Linked DNA regions of Salvelinus alpinus: region 2 is linked to region 1. A link is a contact called in public Hi-C data. All regions are on one chromosome and are shown on one strand. Each heading gives the region's core, a stretch centred on a gene start, on an enhancer-like site or on the middle of the called end of the contact. The rest is flanking DNA. Distances are from core to core; before and after follow the strand shown. Region 1 holds the start of qsox2 (quiescin Q6 sulfhydryl oxidase 2). Region 2 holds the start of LOC139575115 (endothelial differentiation-related factor 1 homolog).

Region 1 (5,219 bases), core at 1,807-4,306:
GATCTATGTAGAATTTTAACCAATTTTGAGTCACACAAAATAGTGTGTTCTCTACTCTGACAATTAATCCACAGATAAAAGGGGAAAACTAGATAGTTATCTCTCCTCCTTCAGTCTTCTTCTTCTTTTGTGGACTTTATATGGCGATTGGCAACCAACTTTAAGGTGCATTACCACAAATAGAACCAAGTTATATTTTAGCGCCTGGCTATGCAAATGCTCGTGAGCAGTTTGGATAAAATTATTAAATAACATGCATATGTAAATTTATTTTGCAATACTCACGTATGCAACACGGGGCGGTATGGTCAGCGTGTAACATCCTGACTACACCGAGCACGCGCATGCGCACGTTGATTTTGTCCATCCACACCAGACACAATCAGGACACGCAGGTTGAAATATCAAAACGAACTCTGAACTAACTATATTAATTTGGGGACAGGTCGAAACACGTGAAACATTTATGGACATTTAGTTAGCTTGCTTGCTGTTGCCCTGGGATATAAACACTGGGTTGTTATTTTACATTAAATGCACAAGGTGCATTTTTTCCTGGATTTTTGCAGAATTTTTACCCTTTCTGAGTCACACAAAATGGTGTGTTCTCTACTCCGATAATTAATCCACAGATAAAAGTGTAAACTTAGTTAGTTTCTAGTAATCTCTTCTTCTTCTGTGGACTTCATATGGCAGTTAGCAACCAATATTAAGGTGCATTACTACAACCGACTGGACTGTGGACCTCAGTTCAGCTTTCAATCACCCACGTGGGTATATGCTCTTAAAAACCAATGAGGAGATGGGAGAAGCGGGACTTGAAGCACATCATGCATCACAAATAGAACCAATTTCTACCCAAAATTACAACCAACTAATTGCAGCATTACTGCAAAAATGGAAGAGGAAAGTGGAAGGGGGAAAAAGTAAGGAATTTGTCTGTCGGCCCTGCATTAAAGACCACAATTGGTTAAAGATAAATAAAAAAGTATACTAGTTTCATTTAATTTAAGGACCAAAAAATGTACAGCCGTGCCATATAGATTGCAAAACAGTTGGGAAGAGATTTTTGACCTACCGATTCCATGGCACATGGTTTATGAACTGATTCCATGGCACATAGTTTATGAACTGATACGCAAAACGACACCGGATTCGAAACGTTGAATTTTTCAATTTAAATTATTATACAGAATTCTTGCAACCAACAGAATGTTATTTATATGGGGGATACAACCTTCCCAGCACTGCAGAGTTTACTGCGAAGAGGCAGAATCATTAGATCATTTGTTTTGGTACTGTCCATATGTAGCTTGTTTTTGGTCACAGGTCCAGGAACGGCTGAAGAATTGCAATATTTACCTGGAGCTAACCCTGCGGACAGCACTACTGGGCGATCTGAAAGTCATATTCAGTCGCTCAATAATATAATAATACATATGTAACAGTATAACTTTAGTACGTCCCCTCGCCCCGACCTCGGGCGCGAACCAGGGACCCTCTGCACACATCAAAAACGGTCGCCCACGAAGCATCGTTACCCATCGCTTTGTGGAACCACTACTTCTAGGTGTATGTGTATATGTATATATATATATTTGCAAAAAAATATATGGGGGATTGGAAGCGATGCAGTCAATTACATTGATCTACCTGCAATATTAAAGCTGATCTACCCCCCCCCACCCCCCCCAAAAAAGATGCACGTGAGCAGGTATGTGTACCAGGTGTGATTGAATAACAGGTATGTGTACATTACTTTTACAACGCTTGTGCGCAAATCGCAGGCGATGTGGTCAGCATGTTATGCCTCGATTACACCGACAATGTTTTTGCACTTTTGCATTTTGGTACAACAGAAGTACATTAATTTCCAATGGAACGCTGCACTTGCGTTGCAGAGGCAGTTGACGTGCGTTCTGTGTGGCGCATGTTGGATTTATCGAATATATTCTTCAAACTGTATGCGCAGGCCGCTTGACAGAAATGGTAGCAGAAGGTGATTTATGAACTTTTGTTGCACACATATCAGGAGGATGCTGCGTATCATTGTTGGTGTGATCGAAGCGTTAGTGGAAGGTAGCGAGATAGTGTATCCAATATCAGACCAGAGTGACCGCTGAAGCACATTTATTGCACCGAAAATCTACAACTACGGCATTGACTTTTACATTTTTTTGTTAAAAAAAATCCAAAACAACAACGAACAATTCAGTCGGATAAAAACTGAATCACTCTGAACACTCCCAAATCCCAATTTCTGCAGACAAATTTCAGTCTCGCTGAAGATTCTAGCCACAATCGCAATATTTTATCACAGATAACACAATCACAGATATTTTATCGGATTTATAAATCATCCGCTTTGCGAGAAGAAGCCCACTGGCCGGTAGTGGGAGAAGCAGGAACGAGATGGATTTTGGCTGACATTCGGCACATTTTTACATCGATGAAACATTTGATCTCAATACAGTTTTCTGAGGGTGGGTATAATTTGTGGAACGTCCCAACAGGAATCTGTTCCAAAAACTTCGTAAAGTATAAGGTGGCCAACAAAAAACGCATACAAAGTAGCATGATCAATTCACCTAGCTAACTAGCTGCCGAATAGGCATCAACTCACCACGTAGCTTATTCTTAATGTTTGTCCATAGGGTACCAGAGTGAGGACAGACATTTTTTGGACTAAACGTGGTGAGTGAAACCTAATGAAATGGCCCACTCCCTACCCGGTATCTTATTCTGCCACTAACAACTTTGTATGCATGCGTTGTTTGTTTGCAAACTGGTTATTTACAATGTTTTTGGAACAGATTCCTGTTGGAACGTTCCACAAATTATACCCACCCGTTTTCTATTCCCTACAATCTGATAAAAAAAAAAAAAAATCGCGTTGTTTAGAATGAGTGTAAATGCGAATTGGGTTGTTGCACACGCGCACTTCACAGAGGCGTTCCCTAACGGAAATATGCAGATATCTGCTAGAACGCGCCAATAGGATCTCGCTAGCTCGTGCCCACCTTGCTTGTTCTGCCCACTATGACTCATTCGTACCCATTGGAAATGACAGGCTGTGGTCTATCTTGGTTTAGTTGAACAAATCTTTGACTGAACCGAATCCGTTCGTCTCCACTCGCCATACGTCATCAATTTTGGCACCAGGCGTGTCCGTCCGTAGCCTCTCGCTTTCCATCTCCACATTGTCTTTACGATATGGCGACTATGTGTGTTGACCGCTGCCCTTCGCTCCGAAAAACAGGTTTTTTATTGTTCAAAACGAGCATTATTTTTGTGTTTCTATTTAATCCGTCTCTAACCACTCGGCTGTATTCTGAGGAGGACCCCGTGGTTATACTGACAAGCGCGACTGTCAAGCAGACTTTGCTCAACTCTTCCACCGCTTGGCTGGTCCAGTTCTACTCATCGTGGTGTGGTCACTGCATCCAGTACTCTCCTACCTGGAAGGCACTAGCTGGCGATGTAAAAGGTGAGTCTTATGGATATTTAGCTAGCTAGCACGGCCAAAGAAAATGTTTGCTAGCCTTTTCTAAATTATCTTTCCCTGTTGTGTTTCTGCTATCTTCTTAGCCGATAGCTAACAACGTTAGCTGGCTAATATTATTAGCTGCTTGATAACTAGCTAGTTTAGTAGCTACCTTAATTGAGTGTGGATTCAAATGTGATACACTAGTTGGCTAACATTACAAATAACAATAACGGTAAGCATAGTCATAATGTTAACTATTGTGTGCATGTTTTCTTAGCTAGCTATTTGGATCGATGTTTTTTCCCCTCATCTGCTCTTCTAGTCAACATATGGTACGGTTTAACACCGTGGTTAAAGTTGGTTTGAAATTAGATATTTGCCGAATATTCGGACCTTCAATCTTCAATAGGTCGAACGATTTGAGCTAACGTCACATACACGAATTTACGAACGTACCCTTCATTAACAATGTCAATTGAGAACGCACAACGACTGTACCACTTAGCTAAGCAAAGAATGACGTGAATAATCAAGTCAATAAACGTTGGGTAGTTAGTTGAATATCATATAATTAATATACTGGCAAGTTTGATGTATTAGTAGGCAACTAACATTAGGTAACTAGCTAACATACAGGCACATACTGCTGTAATGATATGCGGTTCGTAAGAATAGCGTAACTAACAAATTGTCTGCCAACATAACGTGTAACTTATTTGAAAAGTAATTACTTTATTACATTGCTCATCATTTTCTTAACATGTGTCATAATTATTTAAAGCAATGAATTTGTCGGACTTCGGCTAAATATTTTCTGCCATTTACTTCAAATCTGATAACGTTTTGAATCGTTTAGAATTGCATTATGGGCTCTAAAAGCACAGAAATAGTGTCCACTGCTCGTATACTTCATATTTTGGTGTATTTAGTACAACATCTGGGAACTTTTGGTGTACCATACTATGACCAATAAGCATACTGCATCCTCAATTTATGTATTACCACTGTCCCTGATGTAGACATTATGAACAATGTCCAAACATAAATAAAATATGATCTAAATCAGGGTAATCTAGTCAACTCACCTTTAACAACAGGTGCACTGGATGCTGCAGCAGAAAGGATCAGAGAGCTCGAACATCAAGTCCAGAAACTGAGAATAAGCCACTCCCCTCAGTTACAAGTCAACAGATTCTGTGCTTCTGATGAAGATTTTTGATTCTATACCCATTTCCAGTTGGAGATTTTCACTGGATCTAAGCTGGTCCAATGGACAGAGAATCGGACTGCTGACTGGAAACAACCCCCAGTACTAACCGCAAGTTGCAAGTCATTGACAAGTTCTTCCTGTATTGCTGCCATTTAGCTTTAGGATTGAAGGTGAAGGTCTTGCCTGACATCTCTAGAATAAGTGTCCCTACTGTCAGCCGTGTAGTCATCACATGGGCCAACTATCTTTTCCTAGTCCTGGGTTCATTGCCCATCTGGATGAACAGAGAGGATGCGATTGTGACGATGCCTGACAAGTTCCAACAGCACAGTCCAGACGTCAGAGTTATCATTGACTGCACAGAAATAAGATGTGAGAATTCAACATCCTTACTCTTCAATCTGAGATATTCTCCTTTTATAAGAGCACTAACACCTTCAAGGGGCTAATCGGGATTGCCCCATGTGGAGCAGTTACTTTTGTCTCTGAGCTCTACACCGAACCGGTGTATCAGAGGACAAA
Region 2 (5,219 bases), core at 1,992-4,491, 160 kb after region 1:
TGTTTCTAGTAATCTCTCCTCCTTCAGGCTTCTTCTTCTTCTATGGACTTTATATGGTGGTTGGCAACCAACTTTAAGGTGAATTACCACCACCAACTGGATTGGAGCGTGGACTTCAGTTCATCTTTCAATCACTGATGTGGTATATGCTCCTAAAAACCAAAGAGGAGATGGGAGAGGAGCCAAGTTCTATTTTAGCGCTAAGCTACAAAGATTCTCGTTGACGCGAGTAGTGTGGGTGCAATGATTGAATAACCTGTATGTGTACATTTATTTCGCAACGCTCGCACACGCGACGCAGGTGGTGTGTGGCCAGCGCATAAGGCTGTAACTTAACAAAATGTAGAAAAAGGGAAGGGGTCTGAATACTTTCCGAATGCAATGTATATGGACTCTATCCCTGTAGTCTTCTGACTTCTGGGGGTCTACATCACACTCCTTATCTTCAATCAAAACTAACACATTCCTCTCTGTGAGATACCACCATAACAACCATTGCCTGATTAGAACAGATTCTAGAACAAAGATCCACACTTTAGCTTATCCTATGAAAAATGTTCAGTTGCTGCCTTCTTGAACCTCCTGATTGCGCTTTTGAAGCGATGCTCTAATTCTACACATGGTGCATGCATGCTCAACGTGTTCTTCCAGGTTGTGATCAAATGCTCTTTATTTTCATGGTTTCTATATGTTCTATATTTTTCACCACATTAACTGGCCTTTCATAAATGTCTGTTAAATGTACAACCTTTTGAGTTTTGTCTATTTTCTGAAGATGCATATAATTATAGTGTTTTATGGTATTCTGAACTAATCTGATCATAGGGCAACAGAACTGAAGTTGTTGCCTATACAATGTCTTACAGACATCAACCATAACTTAAGAGGTACTTAATGGTGTTCTACAGCTGGATAAATTGCTTTGCAATGACCCAGTGTCACAAATTATGGCTCCTATTGATTGTGCAGCATACCCTGGGATACCCTTGGATGTAATATAACTGGGCACATTAGTCAACTAACGTTAGCTAGCCATGCTGCCTCATCATCATTATACTCAGCTATTGTTTCATTACTGGTAGCATGTTTTATCTATCTGTGATCACCAGTGATCATTGCTTAAGTGATTGATTAGATGGGTAGTCATGGATACAGCACACTATTGATTCTCTTTATTTATTATATACCTTTCAACGTCTGTTGGAAATTGGAAAACTGATTTTCCTCCCTTTCTCTGGACAGTATTGCAGCAGATTGCTGCACATAGCCTCATCTTTCTATCTCGTAATAATTGCAGTAGTTATTGGGATATTTGACAAACACATGAGATTCCAGCTCAACAATTTCATAATCAAGCGAGAAATTAGGTTTGCGTAACGATTAAAAAAAAAAATGTTGCTTCCCCTCCCCCTAAACAAAATCATAGAGAACATTTTACATTTATTGATGACGTATGTGTCTTATCGTGAATTTTTATTTTCCGAGACGGAGGACTAGTAGTGGAAAAACGTACAAAGACATCGATTTCTAGCTGTTTAAGCCAAGTACGTTTTTTGTTGTTGTTATTTGTGAGTTGAGAATTAGCTAGCTATCACCAAGAAGAGGACAAGTACCATTTGTGCGCATACTGAATATGCATGACATTTTTAATTAGGAAAACGCCCAGTACGTAGTGCACTCGTCCTAAACAAAGTAATCTCTATAAACAATTAGGTAAGTCTACCAACCTTAGTGCACTCTGTTTGATACAGATTTTAGTTTTGGAAACAGAAAACTGTATGTAGATCAAATGTTTAATTGATTAGAAAATTAGCAGAATGTCGGCCAAAATCCATCTTGTTCCAGTTTCTCCCACTGTGGCCAATGGGCTTCCTCACATCACCATATTTGGTAGTGAGTGGAAACGCCAACCGGATGCTTCACATTTATACATCCGGTGAAATCGGTATCCTTGTTCTATCTGTGAGATTATGGGTGTGTTCGTAAATTCACTCGGAAGTGCCAGAAGGCGTTTGTAAATTCAGAGTGTAGTCAGATTGTCCAAATCAAATCAAATCAAATGTTTTTGGTCACATACACATGGTTAACAGATGTTATTGCTAGTGTAGCGAAATGCTTATGCTTCTAGATCCGACAGTGCAGCAGTATCTAACAGGTAATATCTAACAATTCCACAACAAAACCTAATATCTAACAAATTCCACAACAAAACCTAATACACACAATCTAGTAAAGGAATGGGATAAGAATATATAAAATATATGGATGAGCAGTGACAGAGCGGCTAAGATGCCATAGATAGTATAGAATAGATAGTGTAGGATACAGTATATACAGTATATCACAAAAGTGAGTACACCCCTCACATTTTCATGTGACAACACTGAAGAAATGACACTTTGCTACAATGTAAAGTAGTGAGTGTACAGCTTGTATAACAGTGTAAATGTAGGACATTTTCACAAAATGTTGGACATTTTCACTTAGGGGTGTACTCACTTTTGTTGCCAGCGGTTTAGACATTAATGGCTGTGTGTTGAGTTATTTTGAGGGGACAGCAAATTTACACTGTTATTTCTTCAGTGTTGTCACATGAAAAGATATACTGAAATATTTACAAAAATGTGAGGGGTGTACTCACTTTTGTGATATACTGTACATATGAGATAAGTAATGCGAGATATGTAAACATTCTTAAAGTGGCATTATTAAAGTGACTAGTGTTCCATTTATTAAAGTGGCCAATGATATCAGGTCTGTAGGTAGGCAGCCACCTCTCTGGGCTAGTTAAGGCTGTTTAACAAATCTGATGGCCTTGAGAAAGAAGCTGTTTTTCAATCTCTCTGTCCCAGCTTTGATGCACCTGTACTGACCTCGCCTTCTGGATGGAAGCGGGGTGAACAGGCAGTGGCTCGGTTGGTGGTTATTGTTCTTGATGATCTTTTTTGCTTCCTGTGGAATCGGGTGTTGTAGGTGTCCTGGAGGGCAGGTAGTTTGCTCCCGGGGATGCGTTGTGCAGACCGCACCACCCTCTGGAGAGCCCTGCGGTTGTGGGCGGTACAGTTACTGAACCAGGCAGTGATACAGCATGACAGGATGCTCTCGATTGTGCACCTGTAAAAGTTAGTGAGGGTTTTCGGTGACAAGGCGCTGCTGCGCCTTCTTCTCCAACCTGTCTGTGTGCGTAGACCATTTCAGTTTGTCTGTGATATGTACACCGAGATGGCGTTTCCTACATTCACCACCTGGGGGCGGCCTGTCAGGAAGTCCAGGACCCAGTTGCGCAGGGCGGGGTCGAGACCCAGGGACTCAAGCTTTATGATGAGTTTGAAGGGTACTATGGTGTTGAATGCTGAGCTGTAGTCAATGAACAGCACTCTTACATAGGTAGTCCGTTTGTAAATTCTCTGGGAGTGTTCAGTGCGCACACTGGACGCTCTGGCCAAGGAGTAGCGTTGATCTGAACTTTCTGACCTCACAATGGCAGTCAAGTACCCAAGCTAACTGGGTAAAGTTAGCTAGCCACTTCTGTAAGTAAATGAGCGAACACCCCACTCTGACCATTTTTCTCGCCCTAGCAGAGCTGGTTAGGATGTTTTAATGTTATCTAGACTAGAGCGTTGGTAACTAACTGTGCTGCCGAAATCAAATTAATTACGTTTTTTTTGCCGACGTTTACTGACACTGGTCATATTCAACAGGTGTTTTACGTTCGTAAATCCATCAGTGCAGTCTGGCACACTCAGACAACAGCGCTCTGATATCGAATAGATAGCCAGAGTGAATTTCTGAACGTTGAAAACAACGTTCGGCCATCTTGGAGGCTATCTCTAGTTCATATGCCGCGTTCAAAACAACAGGGAGCTCGGTCCGACGTCTGAGCGTTCAAACTATTGGGAACTCGGGAAAAAAAACTAAATCCGACTGGGGAAAATCGATTTGAACGGCCATCCAACACGGAATTCCTACTCGGGAACTCTGGCCTCTTTCTAGAGTTCCGACCTGAAAATCACTGACTTCTTGATTTGACATCGTATTTTTCCGAGTTCCTAGTTGTTTTGAATGCGGCATTAGTATTGCTCAATGCGTAAAGGACGGTATGTGACGTCATTATAGAACTCCTGTGAACGGCGGGGTCGACTATTCGGTAGAGTACGGTACTTTCATAGTTACCACGTTATATTAGCGAGCGCTAAAGTTATCGTATAGCATACTGCCTTTACATTTGTATCTAAACCAACCTGTTTATACGTTGTTTCCATCAAGGTAAACTCAAAAACATGGCAGAAAGTGACTGGGATACCGTGACCATACTGAGGAAGAAGGGACCAACTGTCGCACAGTCGAAGTCGAAACAGGTAGTTAACGTTAGTTAGGTAGAGGCAGGCTTGTCTAATGCGTTTGCGAACGTTAGCTGATTACTAGCGTAGTCTGGCTAGCCAGCGTCTGAACACGCATGTCAGTGAACTGGGACCTAGCTGGCTTGGCTAGCTGGCTTGGCTATCTTTTGCCTTAAACTATTAGCATTTTTTTTTCTAGTCTTACTAGCTGTCTACCCTGCTAGCTTATTTGCATTCGAACTAGTAATAAGTTGGCCATAAATGGTTCCAAATGTACCTAACTAGCTAGTAACGTTAGCTAACTAACGTTACTATACTGTAGCAAGTTATGTTAACCAAATATGGTGGTGGTATTATTATTGACTTTCCCTTTAAACGGTGTGTGTCTTGTAATGTGGCTTTTAACAAGTTAAAATGTATGAACTTTCTACACAGTCAGGACACATTGACACAACAATGTGATACGTTACTGTCGTTTAGGCTGTTGCAGCAGCTCAAAGACGTGGAGAAGAACTTGATACCACTAAGAAATGTAAGAACTCCCATCAATGTTCTGCTGTCCTTGTATTATATTTTGGTTTGGTAGGATGTTGTGCCATGTCTGTGGTTATTATTCAATGTTGAGATAAGATGGATAGCTTGCTACACACACCATCTCAATAATGTCATCAAGGTCTTGAGTTTTTACTACATTTTTGTTCTTTCCTGCCAACTAGATTTTCATTATCTCCAATGATGGAATCATGGCAGTATATAGCAAATGTTTGAATTGTGTACTAAAGGGGAGTAAACTTATTCATATTTAAGCACAAACGCACACATTTGTCTGCGACATAAGTCTAGAAATCAAGTTATTTAAATCTGCCAATACAGGTTGCT

Evidence for each region. A called contact is a pair of places that touch in the nucleus more often than the background predicts.
Region 2: a contact with region 1 is called in a Hi-C map of red muscle, with 7 times the contacts expected there. The contact joins the promoter of LOC139575115 here to the promoter of qsox2 in region 1. A contact is called at or near these places in 2 of 3 Hi-C or Micro-C datasets (muscle and red muscle).

Annotation. Positions count from the first base shown.
Region 1 is chr5:55,193,131-55,198,349 of SLU_Salpinus.1, forward strand. qsox2 (quiescin Q6 sulfhydryl oxidase 2) reads left to right here and starts at 3,057. Exons shown (of 12, transcript XM_071400116.1): 1 at 3,057-3,487. The coding sequence starts at 3,214.
Region 2 is chr5:55,355,000-55,360,218 of SLU_Salpinus.1, forward strand. It overlaps LOC139575115 (endothelial differentiation-related factor 1 homolog), which reads left to right and starts at 3,242. Exons shown (of 6, transcript XM_071400122.1): 1 at 3,242-3,530; 2 at 4,267-4,358; 3 at 4,821-4,872. The coding sequence starts at 4,281. It overlaps LOC139575118 (a long non-coding RNA gene), which reads right to left and starts at 3,108. Exons shown (of 2, transcript XR_011674897.1): 1 at 2,874-3,108.